3 separate regions of the Zea mays genome follow, and all the other regions are linked to region 1. A link is a contact called in public Hi-C data. All regions are on one chromosome and are shown on one strand. The core of a region is the stretch at or near the end of the contact, and the rest is flanking DNA. Distances in the headings are between cores, read along the strand shown.

Evidence for each region. Hi-C and Micro-C count contacts between places; a contact is called where the count stands out from the background.
Region 2: a contact with region 1 is called in a Hi-C map of leaf, with 10 times the contacts expected there. The contact joins the enhancer-like site here to the promoter of LOC100192350 in region 1. A contact is called at or near these places in 14 of 25 Hi-C or Micro-C datasets (bundle sheath, ear, endosperm and 5 more) and 1 of 3 datasets of contacts at active chromatin or transcription factors (leaf).
Region 3: a contact with region 1 is called in a Hi-C map of leaf, with 4 times the contacts expected there. The contact joins the promoter of LOC103634496 here to the promoter of LOC100192350 in region 1. A contact is called at or near these places in 4 of 25 Hi-C or Micro-C datasets (ear and leaf).

Annotation. Positions count from the first base shown.
Region 1 is chr1:44,911,190-44,913,967 of Zm-B73-REFERENCE-NAM-5.0, forward strand. LOC100192350 (asparagine synthetase 3) reads right to left here and starts at 1,417. Exons shown (of 10, transcript NM_001137542.1): 1 at 1,334-1,417; 2 at 726-864; 3 at 515-613; 4 at 195-336. The coding sequence starts at 1,413.
Region 2 is chr1:45,067,951-45,070,650 of Zm-B73-REFERENCE-NAM-5.0, forward strand. No RefSeq gene overlaps it. Among protein-coding and RNA genes, the nearest start is that of LOC109943615, 53 kb to the left of the region's middle. Within about 2 kb of position 1,256, at least 20 of the 20 cell types and tissues checked have an H3K27ac peak or open chromatin away from gene starts, as enhancers often do. A contact at or near this core is called in bundle sheath, ear, endosperm and 4 more, where this site is marked.
Region 3 is chr1:45,129,772-45,132,471 of Zm-B73-REFERENCE-NAM-5.0, forward strand. LOC103634496 (protein trichome birefringence-like 28) reads left to right here and starts at 1,445. Exons shown (of 3, transcript XM_008656289.4): 1 at 1,445-2,700. The coding sequence starts at 2,045.

The DNA.
Region 1 (2,778 bases), core at 167-2,666:
AGTGAAGGAAGGAGAGGCGAAAATCGATCGGTCAGCTAGCGTGTGTCGATCTCCCACGCTTTATTATATTGTCTTAATCTGATCGGCCGCACATGCATTCGTTCGTTTGTCTGCAGAAACGTGAACGCGCGCATTTGTAGAAGCTAGCTCTAGTATAGAGAGAGATGGGCCGGCCGGGACCCGGGAGCGCCTACCGTCACTGCCCCAGCCGATGTAGAGCGGGTTGACGCCGATGGCGTCGCGCGCCGCCACGTAGGTCCTGTCGCGGGTGTCGTAGAGCACGAACGCGAACACCCCGTCCAGCATGTCCACGAAGTTCTCGCCGTACTTCTCGTACTAGATCAGACAAGAGAGAAGAGGGTTGGAATCATCAACTACTAGCTAGCAGTCGTGCAGCGTTTGTTCTCTTCATGTGCATGTAGTGTTGGAGTGGAGAACATGGCGAGAAGGCGAAATTTGGTTGTCAGCTAGCTGGAGTACCGAAACGATCAGCATATACAGGTAGCAGGCTCACCAGGGGGATGATGACCTCGCAGTCACTGCCCGTGCTGAAGTTGTGTGTGCCGGTGAACTGCTTCCGGACGTTCTTGTGGTTGTAGATCTCTCCATTGGCCTGGAACACAGAAGCAGCAAGCAGCGCATGGTGAGGACAGTACAGCATAGTGCCGCCGTCAAAACAAGACGGTTGGATTTCATCTGTACTGTTTGCGTTCATGTATTCTTACCACCACCACGACGGTGCGGTCCTCGTTGAACAGCGGCTGGTCGCCGGACAGCGGGGAGACGACGGCGAGCCGCTGCTGCGCCAGGAAGTTGCCCTCGTGCTGGTAGAGGCCCGACCAGTCGGGGCCCCTGTGCTTCAACCTGCGCACGGCACGTGGATCGTCAGGCAGGTCCTCCGCCAGTCAAAACTCAAACGACTAATAACCAACTAACCGGAGCAACGCTATTGTAATCAGTACCACAAAAAAAAAAAAAACACACGCGGGGGGTTACTAGCAGCGAGAACGACGACGAAGGTTCCCATGCTATGCTAGCTCCTTTATTTTCAGAACGGCCCACCCTAGCAGAGCTAGTCTCTACCGTTCGATTCTTTATGATTCCTATGAGAAGAGCCTCCTGGGACCCCGGTGAAGAGGCAAAATAAAACGACACCAACCAACCAGTGAACCAGCCCTTGGTTCCCACTTCCCAGGAATCAAAGATCCCTCGGCGCGCGGCCCGACGGAGGACGAACTGACACTAGTAAAATGCTAGCTAGTCTAGACTCTGCTAGGGTGTTGGGTAGTGGACTGGAGGAAACTAAGTGCAATGGATGGACGGGTGCTCTTGCCTTCTGGAGCAGGCGAGGATGCGAGCCCTCTTTGCCTGAGACCAGTCGGAGCAACCGAGCACGGCTAAGATGCCACACATGATGCCGGCGCGGCGGAGCAGGAGCAGCAACCGAGCAGTTTTTTTTTTTTTTTTGGGAGGGAGACGAGACGTGCTGGGATGCGGGAACCAGGCGAGAATGGCTGCCTTTTTATAGGCGGGGCGCGCGGCTCCGGGACCTCGCGTCTGCGACCCGGCGGGAGCGCTCCCTGGACACGCGGCGGGTGTCGCTTCGCCGAGCTCCGTGCGCGGGAGGAGCTTATCCGTTCGGGATGCTGCGCCGGCCGAGTCAGCGTGGGCCCCGACCCCGCGTCAGCCATGGTGCTAGCCATCGGATCTAGGTTCCAAGGCTAGATGAGTGTCCCGGGGTAAAGGTCCTCTATAGATCGGCTGGTGGGCCAAGGCTGGCTGACGGGCCCCGCAGGATTCACCAATGGCCGGCCGTGCCCTTTAATTTGCCGCGAGATGCGATGATGCACATTACCATTCGTGGAGTGTGTTTTTTGTCGCGTGCGATGATGTAAACAACGCTGCTGAGCACCTCGCATATGATTAATGTATGCGGAGATGTAAGTTTAGATGGTAGGTAAGATTCGATGGATCCGCCTTCTAGTTTTAAAATCATCACAATGATATTACGTTTTCTTGCGGGGGAGGAAATTTCAACGACGATAATTGGCTTCCGGCTAAGCAAGATACTCCATGGGCGGCCCTTAGAGCATCTCCATTAATTCCCTTAAAAAACTACATAAACTCAGATTTAGTAAATTGCTAAATACATATTGGGAATAAAATCAACCTTACTCTCCAACAACACCAAATTTTTAATATTTTTAAATTATGCTAACTTCACTTTTCTAGTTACTACTTGTAACTTTAAATTTGGTTTCATTTATACGATAAAGTTCAATAATCACCGGTTTTCTTTTTATTAATATTTTCATTCTGTATGAATTACATTGGTTGTTTTCCTCAAATCATTTTCAGACTTGTTAAACGAGGATGTCAAATTTATCATTTCAACAACCCCAATCATTTAAAGCGCATCACTTGTACATGGGAACAACCACTGTGGGTGCCTCGCTCAGAGAGTGTTGCTGCGGAAGATGCAAATGGGGCTAGTACGATGGATGGGAGTAGGGGCACAACCACTGTGGGTGCCTCGCTCGACACGAGCAACATTCTTTATGACACTAGCAAATTATGTCCGCGCCATCGATCATTGAGCACACATGACCCGATATGTTTTAGTGCCAGTAACATTATAGGTGTCAATTGACAATACTGTTTTGTTGTTTTGTTAGTGACACATTATAAACTTAGTTGTATTGTAGACTCATAGATCAACAAACAAGGTCATGACAAGTGGCAATGAAACTTAGAGATATATTAGTTAAACTTAGAGTT
Region 2 (2,700 bases), core at 6-2,505, 160 kb after region 1:
AAAACAGGTTGGATCCGCGGCCGTATGCACGCTGCACGCGTTGCGCAAAACATGGTGCCTTCCGGCAGTGGTTACAGATGCATAGCGCAGCGGTTTCCTCCCGCGTCGGTGATCAAGCACAGGTTCTCTAATGACACGCGAGCGCCGACGCCGTCTTGCTTAAGCATGCCGGTGCACCTTAGCCTTCCACGTCGGTCCTCCCCAAATCCGAGCGCGCACTACGGGGAACGGGCTCTGAGCGCCGACGCCGACGCCGTCTTGCCCGAGCTCGGAGTCACTGACGACTCCACTGCCGACCAACGGAGGCACGCGCGAAAGCACTCCGGCGCACCTCGTTGTCAGCGTTCCGCGTTGGTCTTCCCCAAATCTGAGCGCACGCTACAGGGACGGGCTCCGAGCTTGGATGCGCCGTCGTAGAATCGTAGATTACGAGGAGGAGCGCAGCAGCCGTGGGGGAAGGAGAGCAGGGACGGCGTCTGGCTGCGTCACGTTCAAATCTGTCGTCGTCGGCCCTGAGTTCCGCTGTAACGGTAAGCGTAGGCTCCTTCCTCCTCCTCCCTCGATGCTGCTGAGTTGCTCCACCCCATTCCTTCTTCGTCCACTGCACAAGTTCGATGCTGTCCATGGCCCCATAACCTTCCGTTGCACTAGGATCCATACCATGGAAAAAAAATTGTCCACGTCAATCCTATATGAACAAAAGGGAGTCACCAGATATGAATAATACATTGAAATATTTGAAGCATGTATGGTACAAGTTTAAACATTAGTTCACCATTCAACATTCTCAACAACAAGTTTATCATGACTTATATTATAGGGAAGTTCTAGAGTCGAGATCTGGAACACATAAGTACTGTAACAAATAAATCCCTCGGGATTGGTTTCTATCATACTACATGAACCCACTCGTCACACATCACCTCAACACTCTTGGATGCAGATAGAGGTGGTACACGTTCCCATTAGGCCAACACCGCATCTTCTTCACTGGTCATCCCACCATCAATTTGTGTCGGGTCATTCGCGCGATGTCTTTGTCCAGGCGATATTTGGTAATGTTAAGATACTTTCACGTGGCTTAGCGTGAAAGGAGAAATATCCGTTAATAAATTTTAGTGGGTTTATCTACATAGATTATATAGATATTGACGTGCCAAGAGCCCAAGAGCAAAACTTGGGCCGGTGGTGACCCAATGACCCACACACACCACCACCACACGGCTGGGCCCAAGAACGCGAGAAGGCAGTATGGGCCGGATGGTAACAAATCCTCTTTAGCAGGCGGACGACTGCATTCTTGGCTCCTTGCCCTCATGCAGTAGTCATGCATGCTAACATTCTGCTCCGGCCTCCGGGGGTTTCAGTTTGCTACAGACTTGTGCTGGTGTCTGTACATATGTTTATTTAATATAAAAAGAAAAACCTATCAAATTGTCATACAGATGTCGGCTATGGCCTATGGATGCGACGCCGACGCGACGTTGGCTTCTTCAGTTAGCTGGGGGAAATTCAGAAAACAGCATTCATCTCACGCACGATTCAGAAAACAGCACTGAAAAAATGGGTATTCACAAAATAACACTGGTTTTGCCAACGGAATTTATAAAATGACACTATGTTTAACACTAGTTCCTTCTTCACACACAATTATACCAAATTGCTGATGATGTTTCTACAGCATCATTTTTTTCCCAACTGATGATGCAGCCCTTTCTTCCTCTAATAGAACAAAGAGGCGTTTGATTGGGTAGTGGTAGTAGATGGTCCTGCAACATACTCTTGGTCTTCCTTTAACAAAAAAAAAAATCCTTCTTCGGAGAATACTTCCTAGAAAAATATTATCAGCGGGTAGTGTATTTGGTCTGGCAAACGAATGAATTTTTTTTATTTTGAAGAGATGATATAGGATGAGGCATGCGTTTTCCTGACTGCTCCCGCTGCCTGCAGTGCTATTTCGTGAATACTCGGATTCACAGTGTTGTTTACTGAATCTCCTCACAGACCAGTGCTATTTTATGAATTCTCCCCAGTTAGCTGCTATAGTAGTAACTGCTACTGTACCACCCGACCCGAGACGGCCGTCGATATCCGAATCCGGCACAGCACAGTACTGGCAGTTGGACGATTGGGCCCAATCTTCCGGCGGCAGCTAGTGGGCTTAGGTTGCAACAGCTTCCATTCCGTACAATACAATGGAACGGAAGTGCGGCAGATGTGGCGGTTGCGGCTATTGACTTGCCCCTTGCATGCGGCGTCTTGCTCCGCATGCCCCACGACGTACTGAACTGCCGGCCGGAGAGGTACTGGTACTGCGGGCTGCTAGGTGCTAGCTCCCCTCCCACCTGCTGGTAGCATGTTTAGCGGTACTGCCTCCTAATGTTTTTCTGCTTCTGAGAGCGATAAGTCACGACGTCCGACCACGTTATTGCCGTTTATTTAGATATGCGCATGAATCAACTTTAGTCCATGTAGGTTTGGTATGGATTTTAAACTAAATTTCATATATTTGTATGGGTTGAGATAGATACATGTGCATCATATCCTGTCTCTCAACCTCTCTAATATATTGGTGGTGCTTCTTCTCTCCTCTGAAAACAAGATGCCATCTTGTGCATTTAACTTGGGCCGTTGTGGCTCAGCAACGTCGTACGTGCGTCCTCAGCAAACGGTAAAGCTGACAAGCCCTTGCCATCCGAA
Region 3 (2,700 bases), core at 195-2,694, 220 kb after region 1:
TAGTATTATCCGTTAGGACTTACAACTGCTCCACTACGGAATGCAGATCTGTTCTAATCAATAGCAGAGCTTGTCAACAGTGTTTTCGCTGCACCAACGCCACACTATCAAAGCTCTGTAGCAGTAGTGTAACTTGAACACAATGAAGCTGGCACATCGTGCTCATATTATTCACGCCAATTTTATCAACGTTACTGATGTTATACTGAGAAGTACGCGGATGTACATACATGGCATATATTCCAAAAGAAGAAAACGAAAACGAAAACGAAAGGGGGCAGTGACAGTGACGGAACCACTCCCAGGCCCCAGCCGGTGAACCGCCCTGGTCTGCTTCAGTCGAGTCGCCATTGCTTGCCTATCTCGCCATCTCGACGCTAGCTCGTTTGCCTCGTTCCCACCCCAGCCGCCGCGACAGCCACCGTCCACCCACTCTATGATCCCGTAAACCAATACATCCTCGCGACCATACTACAAAAAAATACGGCCATACCTGCATCCATATCCCGTACCCAAGATGAAAATGAGAGAGAGAGAGAGAGAAAAAAAGTATGGAGAACAAGCAACAACTGAATACTGGAATACATACGTACACACCAAGTAGGCAAGAAAGCTAAGGCGATATGGGTAGAGATGGCAATGGGTAAATACTCACCGGGTATTACTACCTCATACCCATACACACGACAAAAAAAATAACCCCATCGGGTCACCCATATACACTGGTGGGTATGGATTTACCCCCATACCCATACCCATGTGGGTATGGGTCACCCATCGGGTCACCCGTACCCACAAAAATTAAACATCTATTAAAATATTATATTATACAAATGTTAAGTATATCCATCTAAATACCATCACAAAATTTATAGCATCATTTAACCATCCATTCAACACACCAAAGATAATTGGATAAAATAGTAACACTAGGACAGTACTATATAGCACATTACATGTTCCATTACATGGTCATTAAATTGTCGTTAAGCCTTCTATGACAATATGGCCTAAAAGGTCGTTAAATAGTAAAAAAGATGGATGACTAAAGTCCAAGTTCATGATTGGGTTAAGTTTATATTGGGTATTTTATACCCACGGGTTAATGGGTATGGGTGAAGGTGGAATATTCTAATACCCGTTTACCCATTGGGTGAAGATTTTTGCCCAATAATAGACCCACGGGTAAAATATTTAGCCCACATACATACCCTAATAGAGTAAATACCCATCGGGTATCGGGTTGCGGGTACCCATTGCCATCTCTAGATATGGGGGATGGGTGTGCCGGGGTAGAAGTATAGAACACACTGAAACACGTTGCTGTTGCGGTTACATGCATGTACAGCAGCAGCTTACCCTCCAAACCCCATATGGAAGCTTTGCAAGCTTGCATGCTACTCATTCGCCATCCCCACCCTCCCCCAGTACCAGTAGTAGGCCAGTCTCGTTGTCTCTTTCTCTATAACACCAAAGAAGGAGAAGGAGATTAGGAGAAGGTGAAGGAAGAGGGAGGGAGCCAAATCCTAGCGCGCGCTAGAAAATAGAGATTGTTGTTAGGAGTGTTGGTGGAGGAAGAGATCCTGCAACCATAAAAGAAGAAAGCAGGCGAACCCAACCAAACATACCAAAGCGAAGCAAAAGAAAGGCACTCATCCAACACAAGGACACCAAACTCGTAAAGTGATCGTCGGCGTCATATATAGGGAGCAGCCGGGCCGTCGAGAAGGACAGTGGAGCTAGGCACGCAGCCGCAGCCGCAGCAAGCAAGCAAGAGCTGCGACTGCGAGCAGGCTTATTAAGCTAAGCGACGACCTCCGTTCCATTGCGAACAGGCTACAGATCAGAGTGAGGAAGAAGAGGAAGCCGAATTTCTTTTCACTCTCCCGACTGACCTTTCGCCGGTGCGCACGCCACCTCGGGTCGGGAGCGTCGATCGAGTCCGTGGCGGTGGCGGCGTGGGACGGTGACCGGTAAGTTTGTACAATATAAAGCGCGGCGGCCACACAGTCACACACACACACACCAGCTGGGAGCTGCGGAGATGCAGCAGCGGCGCAAGTCGGTGTTCGCGTCCGCGCCGTTCGCGATGAAGCAGGCGGCGCTGGGAGCCGGCGTGGCGGCGCGCAAGAACGGCGCGCCGCTGTCGCTGGCCGCGGTGGTGTTCGCGCTCTTCGTCTTCGCGACGTTCCTCTACAACGAGGACATCAAGTCCATCACCGACTTCCAGTTCAGCTCCGGCGCCATCCGCGCCAAGTCCCCCGACCTGCACCTCCTGCAGGAGGCCGAGGCCGCGGCGCACGCCGCCGTGAACACCCTGGCCAAGCGCGGGGAGGAGGTGATCGTGCGCGTCCTCGAGGTCGAGGCGCCGCCCGTCGTCAACACTAGCAGCGTGCTGGCGGCCGCCGCGAAGGCCAGCGCCAAGGCCAACGCGGTGGACGTGGGGCAGGAGAAGGAGCGGGACGTGACGCTCCCGACGGTGACGGGGGGCCGAGGCGGGGCCGACGAGGCCCAGCGGCGCGCTGACGAGGAGGTCGCTGAGAAGGCCGCGTCGGCGAAGGCGGCGGCGGCCACCGCCGCGCTGCGCGGCGTGGTGAGCGTGCCGCAGACGTGCGACCTGTACCGGGGCAGCTGGGTGTACGACGAGGTGAGCGCGCCGGTGTACAAGGAGGGCGAGTGCGAGTTCCTGACGGAGCAGGT